2 separate regions of the Mus musculus genome follow, and region 2 is linked to region 1. The links are chromatin contacts, called in public HiChIP or PLAC-seq maps. All regions are on one chromosome and are shown on one strand. Each heading gives the region's core, a stretch centred on a gene start, on an enhancer-like site or on the middle of the called end of the contact. The rest is flanking DNA. Distances are from core to core; before and after follow the strand shown.

What was found. HiChIP or PLAC-seq counts read pairs in DNA pulled down with a chosen protein or histone mark.
Region 2: a contact with region 1 is called in an H3K4me3 HiChIP or PLAC-seq map of pro-B cells, with 7 times the contacts expected there. The contact joins the promoter of Tmem123 here to the enhancer-like site in region 1. A contact is called at or near these places in 8 of 39 promoter capture datasets (the 3T3-L1 cell line, the C10 cell line, the HPC-7 cell line and 4 more), 7 of 115 datasets of contacts at active chromatin or transcription factors (astrocytes, bone marrow-derived dendritic cells, effector CD8 T cells and 4 more) and 1 of 9 other capture datasets (adipose tissue).

The regions. Positions count from the first base shown.
Region 1 is chr9:7,216,135-7,220,033 of GRCm38.p6, reverse strand. It overlaps a transcript of Dcun1d5 not described here. Among named protein-coding and RNA genes, the nearest start is that of Dcun1d5, 34 kb to the right of the region's middle. Within about 2 kb of position 1,778, at least 4 of the 459 cell types and tissues checked have an H3K27ac peak or open chromatin away from gene starts, as enhancers often do. A contact at or near this core is called in pro-B cells, where this site is marked.
Region 2 is chr9:7,761,797-7,765,695 of GRCm38.p6, reverse strand. Tmem123 (transmembrane protein 123) reads right to left here and starts at 1,619. Exons shown (of 5, transcript NM_133739.2): 1 at 1,384-1,619. The coding sequence starts at 1,474.

The DNA.
Region 1 (3,899 bases), core at 529-3,028:
ATGGGTACTTTTATTTTCTAAAAACAACCAGACCTCAGAGTAGGGATGGAGACTTCAATGATTATGAGAGGCAGTAGATACATGGAGGATACTAGAGACAGAATGGTGTTGTGCCTTCTAGACACAAGGAATAATGCCATAAATCCATTCTTTATAAAGTTAGAGCCCAAGTCATGCCTCTAGATTAAGAACAATCAGATTTCCCCTCATTCAACTGATAGCAATCAACTTTTCTCCAATTACTTCCTAATATAGACAAATCAACGTAATTATCTCATGACCAAACTTAAGACAAATCATCGGTAAATAGGAAGATGACTCACTAAGTCAAGTGGCCTACCATCAAGGATGAAGCACTCACTCAAGGAAGCTTTCCTTCTGAAGAATTTTTTCTGCTGGGGTTATCTTGCAGTTTGCTTTTTTTCAACAAAGTAGCATCATTAGAAAAATGCCTGTATGAAAATGATGACTTACTCAGTTCTGATTTAACTTCAGAGTTCCAGGGATTTCCGAGTGATCCAGTTTCTTTCCTAGAGCTCACGGCTTTAATGACAGGGGTAGGAGCCGGCCTTAAGAGTGGCTCTGTTCATCAATTAGTATCATGCACTGATTGTTATTTAACAAATTATCAGAACCCACTGCACCCAAAGTAAAGCATTAGGCATTATGGGGGGCTTTAGAAAACAAGACAGGTTACCAGTGTGCATCCTCAAAACTCCAGTTCCCCCACCTCCAAAGTCTCATCTGCCGAGAAGTCACAGACGCTCATCTTGTAGCTTGTTGTTCACGTTATTCAACTATTAAGAACTGAGAACATACTGAGGGGGTGTCTTCAGTCATGAAATAATTCATTATTCATTAAGAAGACCTCAGACCCTGGTGACATGCATACTTTCATCTATTTGGTTCAGCCAACATTTCCAGCAAACTCTTGAGACAAGACACTATGTTAGAAACTTAAGACATGCTTTTCATTCTTAAGAATGTGTAAGAAACAGGTAGACATTTTGTGTAAGAGTTCATTAGTTCACTCATGTCACTAAGCAAACTTCTAAATTACTAGCCACGAGCATAAGCAGATTTTTCAAGAAATTTACAGCATTGGAAGGATGATAGTCATGTATATTCTCACAACAAATACATTATGAAGTGAATAACTCAATGAATACCTTATGAACTGAATACCTTAGCAGCTTTCTGAGCTTTGTCCTCTTGGGGATCATAAGCTTCAAAAGAGTTTAGAAAAAACATGGTGGCCCCCACCTATAAATCCAGCACTGAGGCTGAGGCGCGGGAGGCAGAGGCAGGACTGTTTTGAGTTTGAAGCCACTTTGGCCTAACATAGTATGTTCCAGGCATCCCAATTCTAGGAGACTGCCAAAAACAAAACAAAACTAAACAAATACAAAACCAGTTTAGGAACTATTCAAGTTTATCTTATATAATAAAGAATATAGCAACGTTTTAGCTTCAAACTATTGACAGTCAATCATTTTGTCTGTTCCATATCTGCTGGATACTTGTAGTACCTTCTCTTTTTGGCATAACTCTAGATAATGAATCTAAAACAAGGCTAACATACTCTATCGTTCTAGAAAGTTCCCAGTGAGACTTGAAGCACTTGTCATCATATGCAGATCAAAACAATGCCAGATACTTCCTGACTTTATGTAAGGACGTAATAGAAATTTCTAAATAGAAATCTAGAGTTTCTCCACTCTGTGAAGTACAAGTGGGCACAAAGTGGTGCTCAAAGCACAGCAACTAGAAAGGTAGTGGTCCTTTGAAAGTTAGGAAATAGTACAGGTGAGTGAAGAAGACACAGAGCTCCCTGGTCCAACCAGAACACTTAGTTATTTTAAGAAATTGTACTTCTGGTAAAATTTCTTTTGAAACAGTGTTATCTAATTTTAAAAAACAATTGATTTAAGAGAAGTAGTAAGACATTAAAATACTTTGTTTCATAAAATTCTTCCTGTGCAGTGTAAATGGACAGATTTTTAAAGATAACTATAGCAGTTAAGGCTTGTGTATTCATTCCAAACACAATCTAGACCAGTGGTTCTCAATCTTCCTAATGCTATTCTTTAACGCAGCTCCTCATATTGTGGTGAACCCCAACCATAAAATAATCTCATTGCTACATCCCAACTGTAATTTTGCTACTGTTATGAATAGTAATGTAAATATCTATTTTTCAAACCTCTAGATTTCCCCTGTGAGAGAATTGTTTGACCACAAAGGGGTTCCGACTCACAGGTTGAGAACTGCTGCTCTAGACTAAGAATCCCACTTACTTATATTTAACCACTTCTTAAGAACCACTGAACCATGTCAACTGTACTAACAGAGGAAATAATTGGTAAACATCATTGACATTAGGGGCCAAGTTTTTCTTACATTACCAAATGCATCTATAAGTGGACCAACTCTTTCAAATGATTTTATGTAACTGCTAGCATTTATTGAACACATATCCAGCAAGTTCAACTGATGCTTGATTCAGACTGGAGAATAGATAGTCTGCACGGTATTGCCTTGTCCTGATAAATAAGGATGTTACAAAGATCTTCATGTACAAAGAAATTCAAGAACTAGCATGAGGAAGAAAGAATGCCCAAAGGTGCAGAAAACCAGTCCTGAATGTGAGAAGACCTTCCTAGTGAAAATTGTGAGAAAGAAGAGGGTTCATTCACTGCAGATGTTATATTTCACCTTCAACTTCTCCAATAAAAGTCAGATTGGAAATCCGAGGACTGTAAAAAGGCTAGAATTTCCTTTCCACCGTTGACAATGCTTTTGGTTTTTATTTATTTTGTTTCCTACTAAACATTACAGTCTAATAGTCAATGTCTAATAACCTTTATCCATAGGTAAAGGTTGTTAGAGAAAATAAGAAAAGACAGAAGTATATATTCATATCTTCAGACACAATGATAGGAAAGCTTCCCTAGACGTGTGAAAACAGGTTTGTATAAGCTGTGATGCTTTGTATCTACATATTCAAACAGTGTGGATTAGCCTAAATGCCAAGCACTGTGATGGGTACTTGCCAGCACCAAAGACTAACGGGTCAGGATCTCTAAAACTGAAGAGAACAGATATTTAGTACACAGGTGCAAACTCTGGAGCGCTGGGAATGCTTGTACAACAGCTTATTTACATAGGTACTCACTTGGATATGGTTTTGCCTTGACTCCTATTACAAGATCAGCACAGTTAGGAGCTAAATCTGTTTTCTGAATAAATATTTTCATGTACAAGATTTTCTTTAATTAGCTCCATATTCTGTTCCATTTATATGTTTCTATGTTCAATCCATTATCATATCTGAACATAACTACAGTAAATGATACTTGTGTTTTCCTTGGATTTTATATGGAGATATATAATAACATCAACAACTAACTCCCTCTCCCTCAAAATCAGTCTTATTTTGTACTTTCAGAATAATAAGAAAAAACCCACAGTGGATGGAAAACTTGATTCTAAAGAGACTAAGACATTCATTTACTGAGGTTGAATGTTTAAGATTAAGCTAGCTTAATTAAATTCACTCAGTTCTTCACAATCCAGAAGCAGGCAAGGCTGCCCTCTAGTGCTAAAACTATCGAATTGAATCAGAAGGCATTTTCCAACTACCAGAAGTGAATTAGCATAGTATTCTTAAAACGTAAAACTGTATTGTTCAGAACAAAAAGTTTGAAATAATAAAATGACACATATCCTTTTAATGTACCATTTGATTATATATTTGGTAACTATTATCAGTATTGCTTTAAAAATCCAAGTGCTTCATAACATTAGGGGGTGTGCTGTGTCTGAGAATGTTAATATTACATCATTACTTGAAAAAGAAATTAAAGAAATTACCTTCCAACAACAACAACAACAACAAC
Region 2 (3,899 bases), core at 370-2,869, 550 kb before region 1:
ATTGGTTCTATTAGTTCATGAAATCATGGCATCAGAGCATTTCAGGTTTTCCAAATAGCACTAACCTCTCTAGTGAGACACTCACAATCAGAGCATAGTGAGAAAGTCCAACAGCAACAACAACAAAAATGTTTTGAGGGCAAAAGATAGAAAAGGGCACTCCACTTCAATCAGTAATTCGTGAGAGGAAAAAAATCTGTACACACAAGGCAAGCAGCTGGGTAGGATAAAGGCCTCCTCCCATAAGCAGTCTAATATTTGCTCTAAGACAGAGTCTCAACATTCTTTCCTTAACTGATCTCAGAAGTAGTCCTGCAATTCCAGTTTGTCACTGGTACAAGTCAAAAGAGCAAACATAAAACATAACCAATCGAAGTGAAGAAGCCCTGTAATCCCCGAAGTAGAGTTAGGCATATCAGAAGTTCAAGGTTATCTTCAGCCACATAGGGAGTTCAAAGCCAGTTAGGGCTTCATGGATACAAGAGATCCTGACTCTACAAAACACAGTGAAATTCAGCACAACAGAAATAGGGTTGTTTAATTCACCCAGATTATTCCAGCCAAAGCAGGTGTTGGGCCTAAATCATCTGCTTAAGTAAACTCACTGGTTATCCCTTCATAGATGAGACTGAAAAACACAACAGATGACTGAGCTGAAAATCACAAAGACTTTGGTCATTTAAAGTTTCTTATCCTAGTTTACTATTTCCCTAGCGACTGGACTCTAGTAGATGACAAGGGACAATAGAATTTTCACAAACTCAGAGTTCTTCTCAAAGTGTTCAAAACGTCAAGGTTTCGAAGAGAAACAAAATCCCCAACACAGAAGGCTGTCAACATCATCTTGTTATGACCTTAATGATGACGTCGTAGGCTCTGGACCACAGGGACCTCAAGGCTGCTGCGTATGCAGCAGTAGTGACTACAGTCCGAGCACAAGCCTCATCTGCGCAGGGGAACAAGGCGCGTACACCCAAGGTTCCCACTCAGCCGAACTGGCCCTGGAATCCAACTTGAATTCTGGGAGTACCTTCAGCAGGAAGCTGTGTGGGTAGACAATCAGACCTGTTTTTGCGGCAGTTAGCGAACAAATTTCAATCTACAGGTCTTGCTACCAGCCACAGAACTACAGTGAAGAGGACCAACTTGAGTCTTCGGCTGAAGGGCCATCCCAGGGAAACTCAGCAAGTTCTGCACACCACGCCGGCTTGCCGTCCCCAAGCAGGGGAGAGACGGAGTCTCGCTCCGCAGGTGGCCCGCGGGCGAAGAGGGAAATGAGGTTGGGGTGGGAGTCTACCGTGGACGCGTGGAACTTTCCACGCGGACGCCGAACATGGAGAGGCAGGCCGCCGCAGTGCGCTTCCTCTGCGCCTGCCAACTTACCCTGAGCGTCGGTCGGGTCCTGCGCCGCCCCTAGCAGCGCCAGCACCTGCAGCACGCCCAGCAGCAGCGCGGCCCGCGCGCACAGCGCCATTGTTCCCAGGGCCCCTGAGCGCCCGCAGCAACCGCCCGGCGCCCAGAGCTGCTCTCCGCGCACGCGACCGCTCCGCGTCCCCTTCCGCCCTTACCGCTCCCCTGCAGACGCCGCCGCCAGTCCCCCCAGTGACCAAATAGGGATAGGCCAGGCGGCCTGGGGCGGGGCCAGGGCGTGGTCGGCAAAGTCAGGAGGGGCGTGGCCCACAGGAGGCAGGGCGGGGAAGAGCTGCAGGGCCAAGAGAGGGAGTGGCTCTGAGAAAAGAGGAGAGCCGGGAGAGGGCGTGGCTTACAGAGGCGGGGCAAGGGGGACAGGCCTCAGACGGGAGGGGCGTGGCTCTCTGAACAGTACTGAGGAGCGGATAAGAGGCGGGGCTCTCGGAGGCGGATGAGGTCGTGGTTTTGGGAGTGGCGTGGTCCGGACTAAGTGCTACGACAGCTGTGGCTCTATCTCTGACTTTCAAGGGGTAGTCGTCTACCAGGACTTCCTGAAGACAGGCTTTATTTAGAAGTTTTCGGGTGGGATTGGCATGGTTGCGGCGCGGAGTAAGAGAGGGAGTCACAGACTGGATGATTGCAGCCTCTCAGAGGAGTGAAGGAAAGTCAGACTCAAAAAAGTTTCAAAGTAACCGTCATGATCTTGGTACTCCACTTGTGCCTCCTTTTTTCTACAACTGGAAAAACATGTAGAGTGGGCGGTGCAGTTTGCAGACCAGTTGGAAACTTAGCACCTATAACCTAGATCCCTGTCTTCTAGAGTTCGCTGTCCCGACTCAAAAACAGCCTGTTGTAGTCTAGTTTTTTGGCAAAATCCCTCGTAAGCCCTAGGGCCAATGCTGCATTTTGATTCCACTCAGAATTCTAAAATTATGTGTCTAGTACACATCACTCAACTAACGTGGAAGATGGACACAGCTTCCACAGGGTATTGCAGCTCTCTAACACCTGATCCAGGGCATTTCAAAGATAAGCCTAAAACTTTGTTATGAAAAATACTTTTCGACTTCCACAAAGCTTCTTTGTTATAGATGTGTGATGATCATGGATTAATTAGGCCCGTTTTCTCTACATTTACAAGACATATGAAACTGCAACCAGCCAACCTGAAAATACCAGCATCTACCACGGGCTTTAAAAAACAGCTGTGTGTTTAGGATTTGATGGTTCTATTTCTGAAGAATCTAGCCAAGTGCTTCCAGGCATGGACTAGGAAGGATCATTCTGTATTCAGAATGAATGCTTGCCCTGACTCCAGTTTTTGGAACCCAGTGCTCAGTGTGGTGATTTAAAGAGGCGGGGTATTGGAGAAGCGACTGAGCTAGAAGAACAGGGATCTCAACAGTGAAATAAGTGCCTCATGAAAGTGGCCTGAGACCAGGGGCCTTCAACAGACACCAGGTCAGTTGCTGGCATTACCTTTGACTTCCCAAGAAGAAATGTTTCAAGAATACTGATGTAATCTAACCTTACATGTTTACACAGTTCCCTAGCTGGTGTAGTAGCGAAAAACTGTAATTCCAGTACTTAGGAGACAGAGGCAGGAGGATTGCTGAAAATTCAAGGCTAATCTGAGCTATATAGCGAGTTCCAAGATGAGCTCATCCATAGTAAGACCCTGTCTCAACCAAACCGGTCAGGAATGGAGGCACAGTCCCTTAACTCTATCACTTGGGCGGCTGAAGGAGGATTGGAATTCGTGGTCATCTTTAGCTTTATAGCAAGTTTGAGGACAGCCTGAACTATATCAGACCCTAACTCAATAAACCAACCAGTCGATAAAACAAGCAAACATGTCCAAAATGAACAAAATAAAGCATGAAACTTCTCCTTGCTGGAATTTCTATGACTATTCGCAGTGTACAATTGTAGCCTCCCCCAGCCTGAAGCTGGCTGGTACAAACCTTGTCGCCACTGAGGTGGGGCCACCTGCGGTGCATCTTTCCGACTTGGCTTCTTTTGAAGTGACAACTGCCCTGCTCTTCTGCTACCTGCTGAGAGGCTGAACCTGTCTTCCTGAGAGATTCCTGAATAAGCAACAGCCTGGCGACAAAGTGCTGACTGAACGGCTCCAGGCACCAAGAGTGAACTGGCAGGGCCTTCCCCCTTATATGCACAGTCTCTTAGTAAACTCGCGGGCCTTGAACAGAAACGTGTCTTGGTCTCCATTAATTTCTCTCACAGTATAAGTCTCTTTCAGCCCCAGCCTGCCTCCCAGGTGTGCCCGGTTCATGTAGGCCCCGGGCCGGCTTACAACAGATTGGCGTCCGAACCAGGGACATGGGAGTGGCGGGGAAACACTGAGGGAATCGCTGTCTTGTGTGGAGCTCCACGAGAAGGAAAGAATCAGAAGATCATATCAGGCACGGTGAGCAACAGGTATTTATGCTAGCGCTGGTTTTAAACTTCATTTTTTAAAGTGTTGCTGG